Linked DNA regions of Mus musculus: region 1 is linked to region 2. A link is a contact called in public ChIA-PET data. All regions are on one chromosome and are shown on one strand. The core of a region is the stretch at or near the end of the contact, and the rest is flanking DNA. Distances in the headings are between cores, read along the strand shown.

Region 1 (4,417 bases), core at 140-2,639, 850 kb after region 2:
TTTGAGGGCCTGGGGGGGGGGGGCGGTGTTGGGAGGAGATGATCCTCTCTAAGGACACAGCCAACCATGTGGCATTCCTTTCTTGGAGCTCAGAGGCCTCCTGGATGCCTGCCCTAGGCAGGCAGGCTGGCAGACATCTTTGCTGTTTCAGCTGTTTACCAGGCCAGCTTACCCCCTCCTCTCCCTGGACTGCTTGAATATGACACTTCCTACATGGGCTGCCTACTAGAAAGGTAGCTCAAGGTAGCCTCAGGTTACATGGTCCCTGCCCTTCCAACCTCAGAGGGACCTGAGGATAGCTCCTTAGACTGGGGAGGGAAGCTCTTCTCTGTTGCTTTCTAACCAGGCCTGGGGTATCTCTGTCTTCTCTGGGTATCTGGTGCAAAGGGGCCCACACTCAGTATTGTGAGGTGGTCTGATTCATTCTGCTGTGATTGTTTGAAGGAAGCAGAGTGTATGGGCTTAGCTCCTCATGGCTGGAACAGTTCCCATCTGTGCAACAGGGTGTCGGCTCCCCAGAGGAAGACATGTATGGCTCTCAGAGCCTGTCTGCACCCCCACCCCCATCCAGCTGGCAGAATGGCCCCCCCTCGGTTGGGGGAAGGGTACAGGGATCACATGACACTCCCACAGGGCCCAGGCCAGCTGCTGGGCTGTCAGCGGAAGCCCAGGCCAAGCAAAGCCTTGCATTTGAGCCCTGCTCAGGGATGGCCACTGCTGCTCGCATCCAGCTATGGCCGCGGGTGTGCCTGGCCAGGGCACATTTCTGTCTAATGGGCATCGATAAAAACCTGTTACAAAGTAGCACTGTACTAGGGTCCCCAGGCTGAACCCCAGTGTTGTATGGCAGGAGCCTCATGTGTGACCCTGACTCTGCTGCTGATGCTGGGTACGGCCAGGCTCCTCAGGGAAGGAAGACTCTGCCAGCCCTGACTTTTAAGAACGCTGAGCCGACACAGTGGGTGTTCCAGAGCCATGGTCTCCTTTATCTTTGCTGAAAGACTTTCTAGATTTGGGTCAGGGGTTAGCTGATGACAGTGCCACTAGTGTCTGAAGGGAAGTTCCCTGCGCTGAGGAACACATGACACTCCCACAGGGTCCAGGCCAGGATTGCTTAGGGTCATGAGCCTTCTTGTTACCCACTGACTTCCAGGAATCAGGTCCCCTCTATCCCTTCTCCAGAGGGCAGGAGTAGAGAGAGCCTGAGGTGCAAGGAAGTGAATGTTTCATTTCTGCTTTAGGCTCTGAGAAGCAGTCACATGACCCCCTTCTCCATATAGGCCTCATGATTTGGGGTTCTGTGGATCCCCAGCACTGTTGCAGTACCCCACTCACTCACATGAGGAAGAACAGCCAGCTGGGAACCCCCATGTTACCCAAGAAGTCTCAGCAGCATGAATGAGCAGAAGGGGAAGGAAGTGGCCTCAGATGTGGTCAGCGTCTGCACCTGCCCTAGAGCCATGGTGCCGACTCCAGCACTGGGCTAGAAAGAGCTGCCTGCTGCTGCCTGGTCAGCCTGGAACCTCAGATGGGACAATGAAAGAAGAGTGTGGGTGACCCTGGCCTTGGGTTCTGAGGCCAGTGCCACCTGTGACCATGCTAGGGCCTTGGCATAGGGGATCTGTCATATACACCAGACAGTTTGGCTGCCTCAGCCTCCACTTACCCGTCTCTGAAATGGCTGAATAACAGTACTGTCCAGGTAGACTGTGTTGGGCTGTCCAGTACTAAGTAGGAGCAGGTTCCTGAGATGTTGACCTTAAGGTCGTGAGGAGCCAGGTGGGAAGGGGAGTCCTGGCTCTCCATTTTCTTCGCCCTGGAAGTCCAGAAGCCACCTGTCTGTGCCATGCCCCTATAGCAGACCCCTGATGGCCTGGCCTGGCTCTTGGGCCTTGTCTTTCCAGAGCTCCACGCAGGAGATTGGGGAGGAGCTGATCAACGGGGTCATCTACTCCATCTCCCTGCGCAAGGTCCAGCTACACCAAGGAGCCACTAAGGGCCAGCGCTGGCTAGGGGTAAGTGTGGAGAGGAGACCAGGAGGGTGACCCTGCCAGACTCCTTTCCAGAGTTTTCTGTTTGAGGGCCCCAGTCCCTCTTGCGACTCTGGGCTGAGCCTCCCTCCCTTCCCCAGCCCATGCACAAAGATCCTGCTGACATCCCTACCCACAGGTGAGAAGAGAAGCCATTGGCTTTGCTTCTCATTGCCCATAAGGCCATGCATATTCAAATATTTTGCTCGGTTTAAAAGCTGTCCTCACATGTCACTCCTCCCCTCCCCTGTCCTCTTCCTCCTAGTGTCAGAAATCCTCTCACAGCAGGACTGCCCTTTGCCCTCATTGAATGGAAGTTTAGGCTTTGTAAGCGGTCTGTCTTAGGATTACTTTTTTTTTTTATTTTTATTTTAAACTCTTTTTTTTCCACTTATTTGTTTATTATATGTAAGTACACTGTAGCTTTCTTCAGACACTCCAGAAGAGAGCATCAGATTTTGTTACATATGGTTGTGAGCCATGTGGTTGCTGGGATTTGAACTTCGGACTTTCGGAAGAGCAGTCGGGTGCTCTTATCCACTGAGCCATCTCACCAGGATTACTATTGCTATAAAGAAACACCATGACCAAAAGCAAGCTGGGGAGGAAAGGGTTCATTTGGCTCACATTTTGGCATCCTCATCCATCACTGAAGGAAGTCAGGAGGGGAGAGCTGGAGCCTGGAGGCAGGAGCTGATGCAGAGGCCATGGAGGGGCGGGAGCTCCTGACTGGTTTGCTCCCATTGCTTGTTCAGCCTGCTGTCTCACGAACCCAGGCTCACCAGCCCAGGGACGGCCCCACCCACAAGGGCTGGACCCTCTCCCAGCAGTCTTGTCCACAGCAGGCTTAAGGAGGCATCTCTCAGTTGGGGGCGGGGGGTCTCTTCTCAGATGACTCTAATTTTGTCAGATGTATCAAGTTGACAAAATTCTTCAACATGTATACACTTCTCTGCAACTTGCTGTCTCAGAACAAGTCTTGTGGGTCCCTTGAGCTAAGAAGCTGAGCCTGACCGACTCAGCCACATAACATTCCAGAAGACAGCGCTGATGCCGCCACACGGCCATGCTTCACCACTGTTGCATCCAGCATGATTCTTTCCTGTGGTCATTGAACTTGCTCAGGGAACATTCTGGGTCCACCACCACCCCACCCCCGCCCCCGGAGTAAGCCTGTCTTTCCACCTCTAGGATGGACTGTTCAGTTTGGAAACATCCCCCTCCCACAGAGTATGTTAGAGAATGCTGTCACTCACCTAAGAAACCGCCCTGAAGGGCTCAACACTTCAAACTCTGCTTGAAAATCCAAGACTTTAAAACCAGAGAGAGACCCTCTGTCCCAGTTTGGGCCACATTCTGCTGAGGGTGTCCAGGAGGTGACCCGAGCTCCAGCCTCCAGCGTCCCTGAGAACATGACCCTGCTACTGACCTCGCTCTTCTCCTGTCCCCGCAGTGTGAGAACGAGTCGGCTCTGAACCTCTATGAGACCTGCAAGGTGCGCACGGTGAAGGCTGGTACTCTGGAGAAGCTGGTGGAACACCTGGTGCCTGCCTTCCAGGGCAGTGACCTTTCCTACGTCACTGTCTTCCTGTGCACCTACAGAGCCTTCACTACCACCCAGCAGGTGCTAGACCTGCTGTTCAAAAGGTGAGCACTGCCGCCAGACCCAGGACACCCTTCCTGCCGGCCGCACCTTGGGGGAGCCCAGCTTGGGGATAAGCCTCCTTTCAGGCTCCTGTCAGGGTGGGCTGCCAGGGCCTTCCTCTCCTCAGCCTCAGGTTAAGTGGGTTCCCTACATAGAAAGGAGGGGACCTCAACCTAGAACACAGAGCAAGGACGGCCCTGTGGTAATCGACTGAGAGACCTCAGGTCTGCTGAAGTGCCTCGGTTTCTAAAGCAATCTGCTGTGCGTAGCCATGTTGCCAAGCACCTAACTCTGTGACAGGAGCTGAGTCCCTGCCTCCCTGGGCCCCATTCCCATCAGGGAGTTGACCAGTAACACTAGACATCATAAGCAGGTACGGTAGATGTGACGCCCTCACGGCCTCCTCTAGATATGGCTGCATCCTCCCCTACTCCAGTGAGGACGGCGGACCGCAGGACCAACTCAAAAAGTAAGTAGGCTTTACGTCCAGAGGGGAGGTTTAGGGAACAAGGGTCGAGCAAACTATAGGCCCACACATGTGGTTCCTGATGCTGGGCTAAGGTCTAAGGCTACCCCTGTGTCAGATGGAAGAGGAGGGGTGTGTGTGTGTGTGTGTGTGTGTGTGTGTGTGTGTGTGTGTGTGTGTGTGAAAGAGAGAGAGAGATTGATTGATTGATTCAGAACCAGTCACTGTGAAAATCCTTCCCTAGCATAGCCTGTCTCAATAGACGTGCAGCCTCAC
Region 2 (4,191 bases), core at 1,299-3,798:
CTTCACAAACAACTGGGGCTGGCCAGAGCAATTTTATTTTTATTTCCTATTTTTACTTCCTCGTGGGCTCTTTTCAGAAACTCTGGGTTAGATGAGCTCCACCCTCCAATCTCCACCCGGCTTCCTGGCCCAAGCCTCACACACTGGATAGGAGCTCATGTGCATGTTTGTGTGGCATGGGAACAGTACACCTGGTGCTGGGATGGGGGGGGGGGGGGCGGCGGGGACTCCTGCCCTTCTCATGTTCCAGGCACTGGGTGGTGGCAGGCATGAGCCTCAGTGCCCGACTCAGTTTCTCTGCTCACCTCTCCGGCTCTTGCTGGAGGTGTATGCTCGTGGCAGGGTGGGGCATGGTCTTTGGGAAATGTGTCGGCAGTGTGTCCAGTTGAGGCCTGGCTAGGTAGGGTACAGTGAGGGTGGTATTCCGCTGGACTTATTATAAAATGCTTACATGCATTTTGTTTCCCTGGCCCTGGCCCAGATAGAGCCCACAGTGGTGTATGCGGTGTTAGGGACCTGCAAAGCTCAACCTGGGGTAAGGGTTTCTACCTGTCAGCTGCCATTTCAGCATAACCAGGACTTATGCTGGTGACTGGCAGATAGGGATCCTGAACTCCACTCACACTAGGGACAGCCAGGCCACTGACTCCCAGGCCCAGGGAAGGCTGTTCATGGACACCTGGGTTCACTAAGTTCTCTCGATTTAGCCTGCTAAGCCTTTCCACCTCTTAAGAGTTCTGGGGAGAGAGTTGCTCCATATATCAGTGGGTTTGGAAGGAGGGAGTGGGAGGCTCACAGAGGTGTCACTGAGCCCTGGAGCTGCTTAGTTTATGGCCAGGGTAGTGATAGCTGGACTTACTGTCTGTGTACTAGACCACCCATCAGGTTTGGGACATTTGGCCAGTAGGAACAGTTCTCTAGCTTCCCTCCTAGTCCTTCTTGCTCTGGTTGGCTCTGTGCTGGTACAGGTGGTAGTAGTGGCTTCCCTTCAATGTGAGCCACATGGGGCATGTGGCTGTGGTGGTGTTGGCAGAGCCTACATGTGTAGGTCCTGGGGTTTTCAGGTAATCCTTTGATTAAAGGCCAGGAAACAGAACCTCACAGTGTGTGTGTGTGTGTGTGTGTGTGTGTGTGTGTGTGTCTTTCTTGGAGAGGCCCATCAGCTTACAGATTTCCATGTGGCTGCCCATGGGTGCCCTGGGCTCAGGCATTTGGCCTGTGGAGATGAGGGTGCTCCTGCCTCAGAGCTGTGTAAGCCATCAGTGGGCCGTGGCGACATGTACCCCACCCCCCCCAGGCAGTGTGTATGTCAACCCTGGGGACCGTGGGAGCCATCAGCAGGCTGGACACCCTGGGCAGCATATGTGTCTTGGGTACCACGTGCACCTGACTAGCATATCTCCCTCTCTGATTTCTCATCTCTGTGTGTGGGGCCAGGGCTCTCACTTCTAGAGTGGTTTTGAGAGTTGTTGAAGTAGGGCTTATCTCTTGGTTCTGGGCCTAAAATAGGAAGTGATGGCTGAGGGCCTATCAGAACTGTAGAGTCCTAGTCCCAGGGGCAGGAGAGGAGGTGCCCATGGGTCAGTAGCCTGGGATAGGAGCAGTCCCCATGGGACTGGGGAGGACAATGAGCTGTGTACATATGGGGGAGAAGTGTTTCTCTGGAGGGGGCATTTGGGATGGCTGCTTCTAAAACCATCCTGAAGTGCAGGAGTTTCCAGGGCTAGGAGGGAAGACTCACACTGGCTGTAGCCCCAACAGGGTCTCGAGAGTAAAGTCATGTCCAAGCCCCACTGGTCTTTCCTAGTGATCCAGCCTTATTGGAGACAGACTTATCCTGCAGGGCCCCCATGCCTTGGGACCCATCCTCACTAGTACTGCACTGAGCATAGCCTTGAGCCAGCTGTTCGATTCCGGGCTTCTTCCTCCCCTGCACAATTTTTTTGTAACTGTGGGAAAGAGTACTTCCTCCCCCAGACAGCAGTCAGGAGCGTGCTCAGCAGATGAGATGGATCTGGTGCCTCCCTCAAGCTCTCTGGCCTGCGTGCCCTGCCAATGTACGACATGCACGATATAGGGCTGACTTTGTGCTGGGTCTAGCTGCTGAGCCAAAGGTACCTAATGTGTGTGTCCTGTGCATTCCTACCTCTGGGCTCATGTCCTCCTCCTGGCTGGTGGCCTCCCTGACCCTTCTGCTGTTTGTTTTCATCCCTTGGGATTTAGACTCAATATCTTTGGGAATAGAGTGGCCTAAGCCCCATCTCTGCCTCATGCATTCATCAGGTATGGGTTAGTGGGGACCTAGCCTGTCTGGAGTCTGCAGCTTAACTATGGACAAGCCCACTTCCACACCCCTGTCCAGGCCTTAGTTTTCCTATCGCTTTCTGTGTGAGGGTGTTTATCCTGAGCTTATCATGGGAGGGTGGCTAGTTTCTATAGCCTGTGAGGACTGGTACCAGCTAGGCCTCAAGCTTTCTCTTGGGGTTCAGTTTCCTGCCTCAATACTCGCCACCCACCGGAAGGGGCTGTGATTGGGGTCCGCCCCATGTGCCTGACTCAGCAGCCACAGGGTGGGGGAAACCGGAGGTTTCTTGTCTAACCCCTACGCAGGCACCCTCCCACAGCTGAGATTCCTCTTATGAAGGTGGGTGTGGAGGCCTCAGTTCCTAGAAGAACAGGGTAGGGCTAAATCTTAGGTTTTAGACTCCTCCTGGGTCCCTGTGGATGCCTGCCAGACTCTGCACCTCTTTTTGGTGCCCTCTTCTCTGTTTCTGACAGGTGTCTACTTGTGTGGGAATACACAAGACATAGGCATTACTACCTATGTACACCGCCTCCACCAAGCAGCCCTGCTGGGTTAGGTTCCTCCCACCCTCCCCATGACTCCTGTGTTTTTAGGGGCTCAGTGCTAGACCGAGGCCTAGTATGGGCCCTGACTGCAAGAGACAGTGGATATGGAGTTGGAAATGACATGCCCACTGTGGTCATGGCCACCTGGGAGTCAGCTTTGTGGCTACATTTCAGCAGGACAGAGGTGCTTAGAGAGTGGGGTTGGAGCTCTGAGGCCTTGCCTGGATGGCTTGTTCTGGAACTGCTTCCTGGAGAGCTCTAGACCAGTGGTGGTTTAGAAGACAGTGGAGTGGGTGTGCCCAGTGGCTGTGACTTTAGTGCGGCCTTAGTGTCCTCAGCTGGCAGGTGCTGGCATAGACTGACATCTCCAGGAGATGGGTCTCCGGAAATATCACAGTGGCTTAGGAGGGCAGTTCCCTAGTGGTCCTGAGCATTGCTGGGATGAGGCCCGTAACTGAAAGCCTCAGCTGCACAGGGCTTATGTCGTCCTGGTGACCGACAGTGGCATGTCTGACTGACTGCCTGCACTTTGGGTCTAGCTCCGACCCTGCCTGGAACTGGACAAGGCCATGGGGTTTGGTCGGTTGGGTCCACTGACCTAGCAGCTGCCTGGCCTCTCCCCTTGGTATTGGCTCAGTAGTGGGCAGTGTCCATCCTTAGGTGCTTGTGGAACCTGCCTGAGGAGGGTTCTGCTGAGGCCTCAGGAGCCTGGGGAAGTTGAGTCAGGACAGTGTAGGGCAGCAGAGAGGCAGCTGGAGGAGGTGTGTGACCTGTGCTGTGCATTGGAAGCCTCATGTGAGGGCACGCTCAGCTGCTCGCTGTGGAGCTGCCCGATGGATGCTTAGGGATCCATAGTCTGCATCCTCGCCAGCACGCAGCAGCAGTGTGGGGAATGGGCAGAGGAAGGGTTAAGGAGCCTAGGCAAGTAATAATGTCTCTAATTTCCCCGTGTGATTTAATAAAAATGTAAATCGCTGGGTGGACGGCCTCACCGCCACAGTGTTGACCGAGATGGATTGCGGGCGCTCGGTGGTCAGCCTGCCTTTGTCTTCGTGCTCCCGACAGATCAGTACTTCCTGCTCTCCGGGAGGGTGGACACTGAGGGATAGACACGTTCCTCCTTCTACCTCCCTGGCCGGATGGGCAGCCAGAACACCTGGGCATCTGTCAAGGAGGGCTGCAGAGGAACTCTGGGTGGCCTGGCTGGACAGACCACCCTTCTTGTCACCTATCCCTCACCTTTTGGAGTTTCGGTGAGCAAGCTAGGATGGCTTGGAGCCTGCACTGAGCATGGTCAGGTTCTGGTATGTCGAGGGTTTACTGGCCACTGGAGCCAGGGAA

Evidence for each region. ChIA-PET counts read pairs in DNA pulled down with a chosen protein or histone mark.
Region 1: an RNA polymerase II ChIA-PET map of memory CD8 T cells shows a contact between it and region 2, with 7 read pairs. The contact joins two enhancer-like sites. A contact is called at or near these places in 3 of 115 datasets of contacts at active chromatin or transcription factors (embryonic forebrain, memory CD8 T cells and pancreatic cancer cells).

Annotation. Positions count from the first base shown.
Region 1 is chr2:28,538,807-28,543,223 of GRCm38.p6, forward strand. Ralgds (ral guanine nucleotide dissociation stimulator) reads left to right here. Exons shown (of 18, transcript NM_001145835.1): 2 at 1,905-2,015; 3 at 3,484-3,677; 4 at 4,049-4,144. Among named protein-coding and RNA genes, the nearest start is that of Ralgds, 7.6 kb to the left of the region's middle. Within about 2 kb of position 1,390, at least 194 of the 459 cell types and tissues checked have an H3K27ac peak or open chromatin away from gene starts, as enhancers often do. A contact at or near this core is called in memory CD8 T cells, where this site is marked.
Region 2 is chr2:27,691,338-27,695,528 of GRCm38.p6, forward strand. The region is part of intron 1 of Rxra (retinoid X receptor alpha); the gene reads left to right. Among named protein-coding and RNA genes, the nearest start is that of Rxra, 16 kb to the left of the region's middle. Within about 2 kb of position 2,549, at least 51 of the 459 cell types and tissues checked have an H3K27ac peak or open chromatin away from gene starts, as enhancers often do. A contact at or near this core is called in memory CD8 T cells, where this site is marked.